Regions from separate parts of the Mus musculus genome. Here region 1 is linked to region 2. A link is a contact called in public HiChIP or PLAC-seq data. All regions are on one chromosome and are shown on one strand. Each heading gives the region's core, a stretch centred on a gene start, on an enhancer-like site or on the middle of the called end of the contact. The rest is flanking DNA. Distances are from core to core; before and after follow the strand shown.

Region 1 (3,233 bases), core at 476-2,975, 74 kb before region 2:
GATCTGTCCTTACCTTGTCCCTAGGAATGGGGTGCCTGGAGAGGTTAATGAAGAGATCATAGTCTGAGGGGAGCACAGAGCAGGGGTCCTTGTCCAGCACCCCCTTGAAGGCCTCCCAGATGGCTGTGCAGTTTTTGTTCCTGTACAAAAAAGTGCCGGTCAGAACTGGAGACGCAGTTCGGAGGGTAAGGCCGCTTGTGCCATAGGCAAGAGGACCTGAGTTCATCACCCACCAACCCTGCCCATATGGCTGCCGGTGCCTCTAACCCCAGCATTGTATTAGGTGGAAACAGGAAGATGACTGGGACTTGCTGGCCACTAGCCTAACTCTAGCTTCCAGACTAAGACAGAAAATGATAGAGTAGGCTGTCTTCCTCTCTGTGGGCACAGGCACAACACACACACATACACACACACACACACACACACACACACACACACACACACACATTCTGTGCACACAACAAAACAGAGTTCTCCAGTTTAAGGAAAGCAGTCCCCTACCCCATCCCCACCTCCAGACTTATGACAGAAGCAGACAAGGCCACAGATAAAAGTGATGCTAGAAAGTGACAATTTCAATGTCAATAAACCAGGAAACTTCTGGTTTTCAGAACTCTCCTTCTCCCTCTCCCTCCCCCCTCCCTCTCCGTCCCCCTCTCCCTCCCCCTCCCCCTTCCCCTCCCCTCCCCCTTCCCCCCCCTCTGTCTGTGGTGGAGGTACTGCACATGTATCATGTAGTCAACTGTTCTAGCACTGAACCACACCTCTGGCTTTCGCCTATTCATTAAGACACAAGAGTGGAGCTCCTTGTTCAGGTTCATTAGAGGGCGAGTCTCTGGGCCCACTGAGGTCAAGTCAGGAGGCAAGACTTGGGAAGATAGGAGTGGATGCCAAGTGTTGGGAGCAGTTTCCTCTACTGAGTCAGAGTGGCTTCTGGGGCCAGTTTTCACTCCTGAGGTCCAGGACGCCTTTCAAAATCACGTTCTATAGCAATGGTCATGTTGTCCTACCTTTGGTGACAATGACCAACCTGACTTCTTATGTTATTCTCTCATTTTATTTTATTGAGCTGCATCCCAATTAAAAACAACTGGCATGAGAAAGAGTGGTGTAACAACACAAAAAAGCAGATCCAGAGAAGGAAATTATTTCAATAGGAAACACAGTGTGCACAAGGTAGGGGGAACCAGAATCCTCTAGATGGGACAAGGGGAGCTAATTCCCAAGTGGTGCTCAAAATACCCAAACTGGCAGTTGTTGATAGTAGGCAAGGCTCTTTCACTCAAATTCACCTCTAGACTGGTGTCGCATTACAGCTTTCTCCTCACCTCTACACCCACAGGGGCAGCCTTAGCAGTTTCCTCCCGGGTCTGGAAATCCCCTGCACAGGGGATCTTGTCCCTAAGAATCACCTACATACACATCACCTGCATGGAGTCCCGCTAGTCCCTCCACCTGACTTTCCAAAGCCCTCACCTCACCCCACCCTTCTGCCTTTTCACTGTCTGGCTTAGCACTTACCCCAGGCTCAGCAGCGTGGTGTACTCTGCGCAGCGGCCCAGGAAGATGCTCTGGAGGTGAGGAGTGGTACCCTCCCCTGTCCACCGCGCTCTTGCCCCCAGAAGCACTGTCAGCAAGGACAGCCATAGCCACAGCCACAGAGACAACAGGCCTCCCTGGACAGCCATCAAGAAGACTTTGATTCCTCTAGCCCGTGGCCTCTTGGACTCCTCCCAGTTCCTCTTCCACTGAGGAGGCGGTTCCCCTTAGCTGAGCTTTGGCAGGACTCATCCAGATGCCAAGCCAGCCCACCTCCCATCCTCTTTCCTCTTCCATTACGACAGAAATTAAACTTAGGGCATTGCCTGGCAAAAGACGCCTCGTGGAGGGACCCCAAAGGGAATGGGAATTTGAAGCGCGCGCGCGCACACACACACACACACACACACACACACCTCTATAGAAATCTGTTACCATGTGAGCCCTAAGCAAACTTAAATTCTGTCCTGGTTCACACAGTCTTTCCAGGAGAGACATGTGCTACCCTTAGTGAAAATTGATGGCTTTGAGAAAAGCCGAAGGCACAAGGGCACAGACAAGAATCACATGCCATTCCTAAGTTGACTCTTAGGGAGTTTGTCTGGGTGGACTCTGGATGTGACTGACTGGTGCCTGTTTTGTCTTTCCTTTTCTTCCTTTGTGAGGGACATCGTCCACAGGCATCACTTACACCTGCCCCATGGATTCTGGAGCACAGGGCTTGTTTTCTAGTTTTCCAAGTGCTCACAGATAACTTTGTCTGAGAATACAGTACGGTCAGAGCTACACTCCTTTGTAATTTAGGCAGTTTAGATGTGAGATTTGGGGACTTGAATTGATACTAAAATAAGTTCATAATTGTAGGGGACGGTAGGTTAGGTAAAGGAATTTATCATGTAGGATGGATGTGAATTTTTGAAGACCAAAGGATAACTCCAATGAAGCCAAAATACCCATTAGAGATGTTTACACTCATATTCTGGAGTTCTGTGATGATTGCCTTGCATGGTAGTGAAGGCTCTATGCCCCAGTATAAGGGAATATCAGGACCAGGAATGGGAGTGAGAGGGTTAGGGAGCAGGGGGAGGGGAGAGGGGAGAGGGAATTTTCAGAGGGGAAACCAGGAAAGGGGATAATATTTGAAATGTAAATAAAAAAATCTTTCTTTAAAAAAGAAATTGCCAAAAAAAGTAAATAAACAGCAACCCCAAAAGTCCCCAAAACCCCCAAAAAACCAATCACTATAATATGCCAAGATTGTTACACAAAGATCATTTTCAAAAACAATTTCCTAAGTGAGATTTTTTTTTCCTGTGAGGAAAATGTGAATTTCTTTCCTGAATTCCTAAGCCCCGCCAACTACTTTCTTTTGGGAAAACCCAACATACTGTGTTGTGCTAGAGCAGGTCAGTATGAGTAATTCCAATATCTGAATCAAATGTTTCAAGAGATCAGCTACTCAGTGGGCTTCCTTGTCAAAGGGAAACTTTTCACTGCGCTTTCTATACTTCTGTGACAACCTGTGGAATTTCTCTGGACGGGAAAGCAACTCAGCAGATGACACAGAAACTGCAAGTGTGTTGCTAGCCATTTCTAGCGTAGTGTTAGCTCACCTCTGTGTTCTCAGTGGAACTTGCTGCTCCATCTCTTGTGATCATTTGTAACTTTCCAGCTTATTTGATATTGACCAT
Region 2 (3,091 bases), core at 18-2,517:
GAAGCTAATCCCAGACATGTCAGTCTTCACAATCAATTGCAATTCTACACATAAACAAAATCCAATGTTTTTCTTAAAGATAATTTGTCATTTATATACTGAAATATATGAACATTATATTTCAGTGACTGTATCTTAAGAAATTCTTTTTTTTTTTTTTGCATATATGCTCTCTTGGGATAAAAGGAAATGTTGTACTTGTGGTGATACATGTAGTCTAAATTTTAGTTGCAAGTATCCTAATTACTGACTCTGGGTGTTAGCATAGTCACCTTCTGCAACATACTGCAGCTCCTATAAAGCAGTAGGATGCAAATGGGTTCTCAGTTAAGCTGGGAAGCACTGAAGGGCAGTGAGAGGTTAAGTCCATTAGATACGTTCTGTAGTGATGCCTGCTCCATGTCTTCTCATTTTGTTTTGTTCTTGTGTATCAATCACACTTGCAGGCTCTGGTTTCCTGGTGGAAGTGTAAAGAGCTGCTCCTTATTAGTTCAGTGCACCAGCTACATTGAGTCTTCGAAACGCTAGAAACAGCCCTGTAGGCTTGTGTCTCCTTAGGAAAGTCATTCTACTCAGAACATTCTCCAACTTTGTGACATTTTTGTTACTTTTCTAATTTGTAGTTATGTTCCTGAATAAACCTAGACCTTTTATCTAGTATCTGGGTAATATAGTACAGCTGTAAAATTCCAATTATTCCATAAGTGGTTTATTATTGTAAGTGAATCACAGTTTTATGTTTTAGATGTTTAATTAAACACTTGTTTGCATTCAGTTTTGGGACAAATTTTCATCTAAAGCTATCTTTTGTTTTTATTCAGAGGTCTACAAATGATCAGAGTATGGAACATTCATTGAGGATGTGTCTGTATAGTACATTGTTTTAAACTTTGAATATGACATTTATTCTAATTGTTCATTGCTGTATTCTTTAGCTGACACAGTTCAGATAGGTTTTATTTTTTGTCTTAATCATGTTTCTAGGAAGAATGCTCAAAGAAGTCTTGTTTCTGTGGATTGTCTCCTTTTTTCCTTGGGTTTTAAGATTCTTGGGAAATTTTGTTATGTTTCCTGTTCCATGGAGGATATTTTCAGTGGAATCAGACAGCCATTGGCAATTTGTGTCTGAATTTTTAATGCATGTGCTGTAAGATTTTACTTGTGTGATGTCAATGAAGTGCAAGTTAAAAACAGAGTCATAGGCAGAACTGTTTGTGCATGATCTCCAAGAAGTTCCTCCCCTCACGTGTTGTTTGCTTTCATACAGGTCCTCATGCTGACACCGCCAGTGGATGCCAGAATTTGCAGTGTGGTTTTCGAGCCTGCTGCCGCTCTGGCGAATGACCCCTGACTTCTGACCTTTGTCTACTTCATTTAGCTGAGCAGGCTTCCTTTCATGCACTTTACTTATAGCACATTTCTTGTGTTAACAACCCATTTTGGGTGTGTCTTGTTTGGCCCCATTTCTTACAGTCTCAGAAATTTAATTTAGCAGTGAACTGTACAATGTTGTTTACCCTTGCAAAATATATTTTTGTTTTAGAAAAGGTTTAGGATTTTTTGTTAGGGTGAGAACAGTCTTTCTGGTTTCTTTTCAATGAAATGCTTTAAAAAATATCACTAATACCATGCTATTTAAAGTTTTTCTAGATTATTTGCATTTTAGTCAATGGGGGTTATTGGTTCTCTTATGTGTAAACACTGTACCAAGTTTTGCAGATTCTTTCAAATCCACATTTCTGAAGTTTTATTTTCAAAGACTGAACATTTTAGAAAGGAATCTCTTTTCCCCTAACGTTTTCTTTATTTGAACAATTCTGAGGGGCCAATTCAAACACACTTAGAAGCGAGATTCTTTAAGATTATAGGATAAATTGGTCTCTTGGTGCAGCAGTCTGTTGTTTGCTGTAGACACCAGCTTCCACTGCTGTCCCTAAACTGTTGAATTCTAGAAGGATTTTTAAAAATTCCACAATTGTTTGAAGAAATGTATAAATAAAATCTACTTTGAGAACTTTACCAAGCAATATCTTTTGTGTTGTGATTTTATTTAAATCTCAATCTAAGTTTACCAAATGTTTTTGTGTTTTGGGTATCCATGAAATTATGATCCTGACACATTTAACAGTTTTAGATACTAAATATTACTGAGTTAAATTTTCTTTTAAAGTTAATTATAATATTTATCATGTGGAGAAAATAGTGCCCCCTATCTCCTCTCCTTCAAAGCTGTGGGAGGAGGAAGTAACCCTGAGTCAGCTTCTTTGTGGCTTTAAGTGCTTCTGCCTCTCAGGCTAGTGGGCCTGCTCAGTGTCTGAAGGTAAAGCAGGAATTATCTAATGGGAACATGGAGGAATTCTGGAGCATTTTGTACTTCACCTGACAGGAATTAAACACTCTGGTGTATCTACTGGCATTCTCTTTGAAGTAGTACCGTGCTGTCAGGTATTTTCTGTTTGAGGAGTGAATTACTGTTATCATTTGAAAACAAAATTGAACCCGAAAATTTTGGCATAAGGCTGAGCATATGTGAAAGCAGGTAATTTTAAGATTTTGCATTTGTTACCTCTGTGATGAAGTCATCAAGTCTTTTTGGACACTAAAATTAACTTCCTCTAGTAAGTACGAACAGGTAGAAAAACAGTATCTCATTCTCCGTGAGACTGGAAAGAAATCGAGTATAAAGTCAAGTCAAAAGTTTCAACCTTTTGTAAGATCTACTGTAGTTACTGTGTTTTTATCTCTCACAGTATATAATCAACCTTTTTTTTTTTTTGTAAAGTTGGTAGCATGTACCATTTTAGAGAACAAACTGGAAATTACCCAGGAATGAGTCTCATGTAAATGTCTACTTCACTTTCCCATTATCAACTTGAAATTACACTGTTAACAGTGGTCTTGGGTCATCAAGATAAGACAAAAGCCTATCCCTTAGGTAATCAGGAAACAGTGTAGCTTATAAGGAGATTTTTTTTTCCCTGTGGTGTTGGATATTATTTTTAGTAATTTTGAACAGCTGGTTTCCTGAAATTGTAAGTAATGGGAGTTTTTAATGTATATATTTTCTTGTTTTTCATTCTTAATGTAAGGG

Evidence for each region. HiChIP or PLAC-seq counts read pairs in DNA pulled down with a chosen protein or histone mark.
Region 1: an H3K27ac HiChIP or PLAC-seq map of embryonic stem cells shows a contact between it and region 2, with 7 read pairs. The contact joins the promoter of Bst1 here to the enhancer-like site in region 2. A contact is called at or near these places in 5 of 39 promoter capture datasets (the 3T3-L1 cell line, 3T3-L1-derived adipocytes, the C10 cell line and 2 more), 2 of 15 datasets of contacts at CTCF or cohesin (large pre-B cells and pro-B cells), 8 of 484 Hi-C or Micro-C datasets (the BV-2 cell line, ECoMG-derived neutrophils, the Patski cell line and 4 more), 5 of 115 datasets of contacts at active chromatin or transcription factors (CD8 T cells, double positive thymocytes, embryonic stem cells and 1 more) and 3 of 9 other capture datasets (adipose tissue, liver and pancreatic islet).

The regions. Positions count from the first base shown.
Region 1 is chr5:43,817,385-43,820,617 of GRCm38.p6, reverse strand. It overlaps Bst1 (bone marrow stromal cell antigen 1), which reads right to left and starts at 1,725. Exons shown (of 9, transcript NM_009763.3): 1 at 1,525-1,725; 2 at 14-140. The coding sequence starts at 1,691.
Region 2 is chr5:43,743,552-43,746,642 of GRCm38.p6, reverse strand. Fbxl5 (F-box and leucine-rich repeat protein 5) reads left to right here. Exons shown (of 11, transcript NM_001159963.1): 11 at 1,268-2,025. The coding sequence ends at 1,344. Among named protein-coding and RNA genes, the nearest start is that of Fbxl5, 37 kb to the left of the region's middle. Within about 2 kb of position 1,267, at least 2 of the 459 cell types and tissues checked have an H3K27ac peak or open chromatin away from gene starts, as enhancers often do.